3 separate regions of the Zea mays genome follow, and regions 1 and 3 are each linked to region 2. The links are chromatin contacts, called in public Hi-C maps. All regions are on one chromosome and are shown on one strand. The core of a region is the stretch at or near the end of the contact, and the rest is flanking DNA. Distances in the headings are between cores, read along the strand shown.

Evidence for each region. A called contact is a pair of places that touch in the nucleus more often than the background predicts.
Region 1: a contact with region 2 is called in a Hi-C map of tassel, with 3 times the contacts expected there. The contact joins the promoter of LOC100286033 here to the promoter of LOC100277100 in region 2. A contact is called at or near these places in 2 of 25 Hi-C or Micro-C datasets (ear and tassel).
Region 3: a contact with region 2 is called in a Hi-C map of bundle sheath, with 4 times the contacts expected there. The contact joins the promoter of LOC541656 here to the promoter of LOC100277100 in region 2. A contact is called at or near these places in 3 of 25 Hi-C or Micro-C datasets (bundle sheath, ear and tassel).

What each region holds. Positions count from the first base shown.
Region 1 is chr4:186,815,144-186,818,425 of Zm-B73-REFERENCE-NAM-5.0, forward strand. It overlaps LOC100286033, which reads left to right and starts at 1,844. Exons shown (of 2, transcript NM_001158921.1): 1 at 1,844-2,143; 2 at 2,292-3,077. The coding sequence starts at 2,027. The coding sequence ends at 2,447.
Region 2 is chr4:187,011,688-187,014,938 of Zm-B73-REFERENCE-NAM-5.0, forward strand. It overlaps LOC100277100, which reads right to left and starts at 1,845. Exons shown (of 2, transcript NM_001350250.1): 1 at 1,334-1,845; 2 at 1-848. The coding sequence starts at 1,567. The coding sequence ends at 306.
Region 3 is chr4:187,214,009-187,217,435 of Zm-B73-REFERENCE-NAM-5.0, forward strand. It overlaps LOC541656 (starch synthase homolog 1), which reads left to right and starts at 1,585. Exons shown (of 8, transcript NM_001111410.2): 1 at 1,585-1,918; 2 at 2,208-2,601; 3 at 2,671-2,735; 4 at 2,995-3,072; 5 at 3,170-3,280; 6 at 3,385-3,427. The coding sequence starts at 1,646.

The DNA of each region.
Region 1 (3,282 bases), core at 594-3,093, 200 kb before region 2:
CGCGACCGGCCGGCGGCCACCCGCGCGCCGCATGTCGTGGCCCTGTCTCGTGCACGGCACGGCACGGCACGGCACGGCCTCCCCAGTCCCCACCCAGCAGCGGCGGCAACGTACGTAGCCCTCAGCGCCCGCGCATGCTCGATCGTTTCGCGCTCGACGCGACCGACGGACAGACGGGGCCAGCAGGCAGAGCACCAGAGGCCCGGCCTGTCGTGTCGCCCGATCGACCCCGTGATAACGCGCGCGATGGCCAATAGCCACCCGGACCTGGGGATCCGGCCGGCAGGCGGGCGGGCAAGCCGGCCGGCCGGCCGGACGGATCGGATCGGAAGCGCAGTGGCAGGCAACATCGCTTGCATTGCATTGCATTGCATGCGCCACGCGACTGTCACGTGAAAGGGTCGGCGCACGTACGCTGTCCGGTCGGGGCCTCCGACATGGCAGAGCGGCGCAGGGGTTCCAGTTCCACGTCGGTCCCTCCGAGATTTTTGCGTGCGTTCAGTACTACAGTAGACTCGCGTGTGTGTGGCCAACAAGCGCATGCGGCCCGGCCGGCCGGGCATCATATACATACATTGGTTGGCGTACAGGTACGCGCGTAGAATATTGTTAGCTAGATCATGAATGGTGGCGCGACGCGCGTGGACATGGACAAACTCGAGCGTTCGTGCGCTACGCCGATCATGCTCCTAGCTAGCTTAATTGATCATCGTATTGTGGCATCTAGCTTTGTTGCAGTTTTTTCACTGAATTAGATACTAAAACAGTAAAGCTAAGACGATTACTGGACTGGTTATAGTGATAAAAAAAAGGTCTGATGGCCTTAGTCTAACACTGACGATACTGCAGTCTGCAGACATCAGACAGGCGGATGGGGACAGAATTGCGTACGTACGTGCGTATGCTAATAGGGGCATCTTTTGGGTCTGCTGCAGCGGTGTTTCGAGTCGACTCCGTTCTCTTTAATTTAGCAGACAAGTGTAAACTTGACTAGCATGTTTTTTTATTAAGAATCCCGATGCGATTAGAGTGTCTGCTGTGCACGTATGTGTGTGCAGGACAAAACACGTGCTCCGTGTCTTACTGTTGTGTGTGACACTACGTGCATGCATGCATGTAACTTACTAGTAGCAGCATGCTGGCAGTAGATTCCCTTTTGCTAACGTGGATTAGCACGTATATATTCCATTACAAGTCTAGGGATAGAATTTTATGATCGTCTGGAACTTGGAGATACAACGAGGTTCCTCCTCCTACCGGGGATTTTCTCGTAATGCAAGTTGGACCTCACCACGAAAATCTACTATTTGGAAACATTCAGCCCATACTTACTAGATTGGTTTCCGAACTGTAGACCAAGTTGGAGTTGGGTAACCACTCTCTCCGACCGTAGCTGGCAAGCCTGGCCTTGCGGAGCAAGGTGAGGAGAGCTGGGCTGGCCGCGTAGCGTAGACCAGCCAAATCCGCTCTACTTATTCTCCTTCCGTTTACCAGCCAAATCAGCACGTGGCAGATCGGGGGGACACGGACTGCCTACCGGTGGGCTATGCATGAGAGAGGCGAGCTGCCGCAGTGATTAGACAGAGAGAGACACGCGGGCCCAACTCGTCCTCTTTGGCTCTCCCTCTCTCTCTCGTTGCAGACTTGTAGTGCAGTGGAGGCGTGGAGATCGAATCAACTGCTCGTCTGCTCTACAACACCAGACCACCCTTGCTTCCTGTCCCTCCGCTACACGCACTTGCGCTCCGACCCAATCTGGATCCAACCACGAGCCAGCTCGCTATAAAGGCACCCTCTCCCTTTCTGTCTCCCTCACAACTCAGTTATTCTACAGCTTTAATTTTGCAGAGCGACCACCAGTCCAGGTCCAGCGCGGGACGCATCACATACACGCGGTACCTTCGTTCGTTCTCAAGCTTATAGCGCCCGATCGACCCTGCGCGGAGCTAGTTCGTTCGTTCCGGCAGGCGGCGGCAGCGAAGCAGTGCGACGACGACGACGAGGTACGTAGAGAGCGAGAGGATAGATGTCGAGCCGAAGGTCGTCGTCGCACGGCAACATCTCCGAGGACGAGATGAACGAGCTCGTCTCCAAGCTCCAGGCCCTGCTCCCCAGCTCCCGCCGCCGCCGCGGCTCCGGCCAGGTGCGTCGTCGGTCGCGAACAGATGGCTGACCCGCTCAACATCTCCGGGGCGCTGTGCAGTGCATATGCATGCATGCTCGCCTTTTTTTCCAGTTTTAAACGTCTAAAATGCGCGCGGCGGGGCGGGGACATGACATGCATAATGCAGGCGTCGACGGCGAAGCTGCTGAAGGAGACCTGCAGCTACATCAAGAGCCTCCAGCGGGAGGTGGACGACCTCAGCGACCGGCTGTCGGACCTCTTGTCCACCATGGACCACAACAGCCCCGCGGCGGAGATCATCCGAAGCATCCTCCGCTCCTGAGCGCGCGCAAGGGCGAGGTCAACGAACGCCGGCCTCCGATCGATCGCCGACAGCGCGCGCTCTCCGGCCGGCTGGTCACGTGCGGGAGCTGAGCTCAATTAGGTAGCTAGGGTATATATACATATAATATATATATCTACATGTACGTGTATCTACCTTTTCCTTTACCAGTCTCCCTAGATCTGAGATCATGTGGCTAGCTCCGTATAAAAATGTACTAGCCACACGCTGACACGCACACGTATGCATGATGGTCTCTGCGCTAAGCTTCACTGGGTAGTAGGGTATAGCACTAGAGCCTAAGCAAGCTTATCCTCCTCACTTTAGTATAGCTCGCAGCAGCAGCAGTCTCTCGATTCCTCGGCGATCTTCGGTGGCTTAATTGGATCGAGCTGGCTAGTGCGCTCTCTCTCTCTCTCTCATCTCTAGCAGGCAGGAAAAGAGACAACCGACCGACCACTACTAGCCTAGCCTAGAGCAAATTGACTGTCGTTATGATGATGATGATGTACTGCTAAAGCTTTTATTAACGACTTCAATAACATGTACGTCCTGCGGTTAGTGCTTTGTTTTTCACTCACCGTGCCATGCATGGCGTTAAGAAATGCAACCGCTGCGTGTCTGTACTGTATTTAGTGCCCTGCCTTTTCATGCATGTATGTTCCCTGGCACTCTCGGTCCAAATTTTAATTTGTACTTACACGTACGCTCTAGAAACGTGAAACGTCGCGTTTACTTTGGAGATGGAGATCGATTAGGAATTTACGCCTGTACATGCATGGGTCTGGTTTATGCGGTTTCTGGACAAAAACCAACACAATCCACAAAGCGACAT
Region 2 (3,251 bases), core at 595-3,094:
CCATGTGCCCAACTTTCTTTGTTAACAACATGGCAGATTGAAGAACAGATCAATCCACAGGACACAAATCTAAGTGGTGTTGAGCATTCTTTGGTACATTACAGTACTTTACTCACTGTATCTTGTTACAAGATAGAACACCCCTATAAATAAACCCCAAAAATGTAGAGAAGAAAAAACAGTCTCGCTATATGAAGTTATGCAACAGGGTGAGTTTTACATTGTTTGCGCAGTCAGCAGTACCACAAGGCATGAGTACTGGACAAGTCAAAACAGGAATCGGAAACTATGCATGCATGTACTAATCAGTCGAGTTTAGCTGGTCTTGATTCGACCCCTCCTCCTTTTCGTTGTTCAATAGAGTAGGGCATGTAAGTTCCGAGTATCTTGTCCCACATCACAAAGAAGGGCTGTGAAAAGTTGTACTTGTTGCCATAGAGCTGGTGGTGAATGTCATGATAAGCACAGTTATTGTTGAACAGCGCCTGGAGGATGTTACCAGGAAGCCACAGCCCACAATGATCATCCACAGTTTTGATGGTTGCGAAGGAGAAAAAGAATATGGCTGTCCGCGGAGTCATACCAGAGACAAGGAATGAGAGTGCACCACCAATGGTGTCCAGAATAAGGCCCTCAAGAGGGTGGTTGTATAGAGCTCCGAAGGAATAAGGAACTACAAGGGTGTGGTGCTTGGAGTGGATGTGTTTATACAGAAACTTGTTAATGTGCATGTATCTGTGCATGAAGTACTGCCATGTGTCCATAATAACCATTGCAGTTATAAACTGCAACGCTATTATAAGAGCAGGAGGTTGCTTCTGTCCAATACCACTCTCATCACCAATAACCTGTGTGTGTTGAAGGAAAATGTCAGCATGTTAACGACCTATCTACATAGATGATGTGTATCGAACATTCACTGAAGAATCATTTTTTAGGAACCCAAATGAAACATTATGAATTCTTGTAGTCCCTTATTCCAAAATCAGTAAGCTGGTTCCAAAATCAAGACTCAGTGACTCACCATAGAGCTACATATGAGTATATGACATATCCCCTAGATCGTTGATTTATATTCAAACTCTTAGTGCTATTCCAATCAACATGGTTAACCCAGCAGCCACCCACTATACTGACACAAGGGTTTTAATCCACTTCACAAGCTACATGTGTACTGAAAATTATGTTCAGCTCTGAAACCCTCAAAGAATGCAAGTGAGACATGTTTGCTAACAATCACCTAAAGTCTTCAATGACCAACAACAAAAACAATCCTAGAATTCCGTGGTACAGATAAGGGAACAGCTGGCGCTGAGGAGGAGGAGGAGACTACCGCGAAGAGCGTGAGCGAGACGGCGACCTGGAACACCTGCTGGAGGAGAACGCCCCTGACGACGGCGGCCCTGGAGACGACGTTCTTAGTGGCGGCCTCCTCCCTGGTGTGCAGCCGGTACCCGTCGAGACGCCCCACCCCGTCGAGCGCGACGTAGAGCCCCGAGTAGAGCCAGTACACGGCGATCGGCACGAACGTGCCCAGCAGCTCGTCCGACACCGCCCCGATCCCCATCGCCCCCGCTCCGCCGCCTCCGGCTCCCGGCGGTCGGGTTAAGGAGGCAAAATCACGGGCGAGACGTGCGCGAGGGACGGGGACGGGTAACCGGGCGGGCCAACCCGGATCTCCACGACGGCGGCAGAGGGAGGAGGAGGATGAACCAGAGTTGGATTTCCCTGGCGACGTTGGCGGCCGCGGCGGGCAAGGGAGAGGGAGATGTATATATGGCGGTGGCGCGGCGCGGCGGTCGCCGACGGTCAAAACGGAGGTTGGGGGCGGGCGTTGGTTGCAATGCGAAGGAGGGTTTCGGTCGCTTCCCGACGAACCCGGCCGGACGATGCTGGTGCTGGCCACTGCACAGGCGGCGGCCACTCGGTGGTGAGGACTGAGGACACCACCAGGTAATCTCCTGACCGTCTGATTAGACACAACGGACGGCTCACATCTTTTACAGATTTTTTTCACGGTCGTATCAAGTACGACTTCTTCCATTCTTAAATATTTGATGTTGATGCTGCATAGTTTATTTATGAACTAGAAAATATCAAATAAAAATGTGTTTTAAAAAAATGTTATACTAGATTTTTTTTTTCCTTAGAGCTGATTTGATGACCATTGAAATGAAGGGGATACATCACCAAATCAGCTCTCGTTCTCACGAGTCACGGCGACTAGATATTTTACCCATCTTCAGTAACTAGATACTGTAGACTTGTAGTTTGACATTTCGTCTGGATTAACAATGCCTTCCAGAATTGCAACGGCAATTGGCAACCATGTGTGAGCTCAGCTGAGTGACGAGACCTTGTGATGTTAACGTCTGCAGGTTCCTGCTTGATGCCTCGACCAACGTCGTTTTCGGATTTTTGGAGCACCCCACCTTGAGCCGGCCGGAGCTGCCGCTGCAGTTATGCTGAGAGTATTCGTGGACGGTGGACGGTCTCCGGGTGGCCTGGCATCACACGCAGCGCACCAACCGTTTGCTTATGGCGAAGAGGAAAACTAGTGCACTAGCCAGTGAGATAATGTTGTTAATGATAAAGGTTAATGTGGTTGAAAACTACCAGAACCGATCGAGACAACTGGGTAGCACATGCAACAGCCTATCCGCAAAACTTCGACCAAGAACTGGCCTATGAACTTCGCCAATTTTCATGTCTGTAAAATATCCTATCTGCAGGACAAGCTTCGCGACTGACCTTTTTTCATGTCTGTAAAACGTCATGTAAGTAGGATCACGATTCCAAATATCACTTCACAAAAAGTTAGAGCTTAGTTAAAAATAAATAGGAATAAAACCCGATTCTAATCTTATTCGATCCTTAAAATTTGTAGTGTAAAATCTAGAACACATTACCACCCATACCTATATGCAAGACAAACTTCGCCAATTTTCATGTTTGAAAAACATCCTGGCAGCCACCATGTCTAAAGCAGTTGCCCACCGTGTGTCGGCAAGATCTACTTCGTCTATTTCACTCAAGGTCTATTCCTTAAATTGGTCTCTTAATTCCTATGCGACTCTATATCGTCTGGGGACGTCATGGGTGACCTATCGACCCGGATCACCCTAAGATCTTCCAAGGGGGTGGGATCTAGGTTCCTGCAAGGAAGAAGACCCTGCGTCATCGCGGACCATTCGACCCAGAGCGCGGACCGTCCGGTTCGGCACAGGGAAGAAGACGCTTCCGTCGTCAGG
Region 3 (3,427 bases), core at 335-2,834, 200 kb after region 2:
CACGGTGAGCTCGACGACGACTCCGTCTTGCCCGCCTCGTGCTCGCGATGGATGTGAAGGCGGAGGTCGAAGCGCCTGGGGCAGGGCGTGGTGGAGACGAACCTCCCGCATCGCTTCGTCAGGTTGGGCACGTCGAGGCCCCTGGAAAGCAACGACCAACGGTCCCCGGGGGAGCGGGAGGGCGGACAAGGAGGCCGACGCGGCGTGGGATAGGTAAGCATAGTGGAGGAACGACTGCTTGACAGGGGGAGCAGGACTTGGGATCCAGGCTGCGGGCACCGCGCCGCCGCCGCTTAGGGTTTTGGATCCGAATAGGGGAGGCAAAACAGGGATCGCGAGCAGGTGTGCATCGGGGAAGAGGGCGCACACATCGGACGACAGAGGGACTTTATGGCGTATTGGACGGTCCAGATCGCTGCAAGGCAGAACATGTCAGAGGCAGCCTACCCCTTAGAGTCTTAATAGGTAGTATAGATACTTCTTGCGGTATGCTTTGGGTTGGTTCGGATTTGCGTGGTTCTATGGGCTGTTCAGAATTACGACGCCTGGGCTTTGATGTCGGCCTCATGGGCCACCATTTTTCTCGGTGCAGAAATCCAGCCTTCTATGGGATACACGCGTCCCACTTGTCAGTCAGAAACGATCGACCAAAGAATCTCTCATGTCTCAGCTTCCAAACTCCGGGACCCGTTTCTGTATGGTATGGATAAGAGTATGGACCAACAGCGCACACCCATTACTCCACGTGGTGCACGTAATGATGAACCCTGGCCCGCAGGTCAATCACGCCGCGAGTAAAAAAAATAACTTTGGAGAAAAAATTATCTCCCACGCAAAATGCAAAAAACCACACCAAGCCCCCGTTCCCTCCCTGTGCTTTATTTCGTTTTCGTCGTCCCCGACTCCCCGTACGCGCTCTCGCTCTCCAGGGCCCATCATCCACGCCTTAACACCGGCCGCACAAACTAGCGCAGATCTCCCCCCACTGCTTAATTCCCTCGTGGCTCGTGCGCGCGCTGCTCGCCATACACGCTCCAGTAGAGATGGCAATGGGGACCCGATCCCCGATTCCCCGCGGGGAATTCCTCCATTAGGGGATGGGGATGGGGAAGAAACTTCCCCCGCGGGGATATAAACGGGGAAAATTTATCCCCCGACGGGTAAACGGGGATGGGGACGGGGAAGCATTCCCCATCCCCGTTCCCCGCGGGGACCCGTTAAACTTGTACGTGACTATGTTTTTGTGTACTAGTTAACGACAAAAATAAATAATTACCTTATCAAGAGACCACTAATTGTACAAATGTGTTCATTTTGATGTATGCATAATGATTTCTTATATCTGACAATGTGTATAAGTGACAATATTTAACATTAATAGCAAAGTACGTATGTCTTAATTGTGATTTAAACGGGGATGGGGATCCCCGTTGGGGATTTATCCCCGCGGGGAACAGGGATGGGGAAGAAATGCTCCCCGCAAGCGTTCGTGGGGATCCCCGCGGGGAAGTTTTTTCGTCGTGGGGACGGGGATGGGGAGCTATTCCCGGGCGGGGAATTCCCCGTTGCCATCCCTACGCTCCAGGCTCTCGTTTCCTGGTAGGCGCTGGTACAAGCGGAAGCAGCAGTAGCGTGAGGCATCCCCATGCCGGGGGCAATCTCTTCCTCGTCGTCGGCTTTTCTCCTCCCCGTCGCGTCCTCCTCGCCGCGGCGCAGGCGGGGCAGTGTGGGTGCTGCTCTGCGCTCGTACGGCTACAGCGGCGCGGAGCTGCGGTTGCATTGGGCGCGGCGGGGCCCGCCTCAGGATGGAGCGGCGTCGGTACGCGCCGCAGCGGCACCGGCCGGGGGCGAAAGCGAGGAGGCAGCGAAGAGCTCCTCCTCGTCCCAGGCGGGCGCTGTTCAGGGCAGCACGGCCAAGGTTGATTTACTCGGAACATTTATTAACTCGATTTTTTCCCGCATGAAAAAGTACTCCGTATAAAATTGCTATTGGGTTTATGCACAGCTTGCTTGTCAAATTCAGCACCAACTCACCGTTTCTGACGGAAATGCAGCTGCACATGCAGTTTTAGCCGCTCCTTTCTCATGATCAACTACCACATGTGACACACGCGCTTGTATATTTTAGATGCGGATCGCTGAACTCTGTACTAGGTGAGCTTCGCTGATGCTAAGTTTCTAGCTGTGTCCCAAACCTGTTTACTCAGGCTGTGGATTCTGCTTCACCTCCCAATCCTTTGACATCTGCTCCGAAGCAAAGTCAGAGCGCTGCAATGCAAAACGGAACGAGTGGGGGCAGCAGCGCGAGCACCGCCGCGCCGGTGTCCGGACCCAAAGCTGATCATCCATCAGCTCCTGTCACCAAGAGAGAAATCGATGCCAGTGCGGTGAAGCCAGAGCCCGCAGGTGATGATGCTAGACCGGTGGAAAGCATAGGCATCGCTGAACCGGTGGATGCTAAGGCTGATGCAGCTCCGGCTACAGATGCGGCGGCGAGTGCTCCTTATGACAGGGAGGATAATGAACCTGGCCCTTTGGCTGGGCCTAATGTGATGAACGTCGTCGTGGTGGCTTCTGAATGTGCTCCTTTCTGCAAGACAGGTAGGTTGCATTTCAGCTGAGTTTCTCCGTCCAAAATAAGCGACTGCTCTGACAACCGTTGCCGCATAGGTGGCCTTGGAGATGTCGTGGGTGCTTTGCCTAAGGCTCTGGCGAGGAGAGGACACCGTGTTATGGTATTCATCTCTTTCATTTTCGTTATATCTATGCACCCTACGAGAGACAGCAGATACTGTTTCAGCTGCCATGCGCCTGAATGCAGATTCTGAACTCTTGTCCTTTGCGAAACATGGGGAAAAAATTAAGATCACATAGTCATACTTCTGTAACCACAAGTTTTGTCTCAGTGCTCTAATGTACTTCCACAAAAAAAAGGAGGAAATTATAATTCATATATGACCAGAAAAGTAATGCAATTTTGTGTCCTGATGTTAGGTCGTGATACCAAGATATGGAGAGTATGCCGAAGCCCGGGATTTAGGTGTAAGGAGACGTTACAAGGTAGCTGGACAGGTATGAAAAAAGTGGAAACAAAGTCGCTGTAGAACCGATCCTGTATGAAAGAAAGAAAATATGCTAGACCTGATTTTTTTCCTCCTGTGATTTTCAGGATTCAGAAGTTACTTATTTTCACTCTTACATTGATGGAGTTGATTTTGTATTCGTAGAAGCCCCTCCCTTCCGGCACCGGCACAATAATATTTATGGGGGAGAAAGATTGGTAAATACCAATTTTGAAGTGCTTTTGCTAACAGTAGAAAATCAAGTTGGATGCTTGTCACATTTATCTAAACTATGTCTCTGAATTTAATCACCTGATGGCAGGATATTTTGAAGCGCATGATTTTGTTCTGCAAGGCCGCTGTTG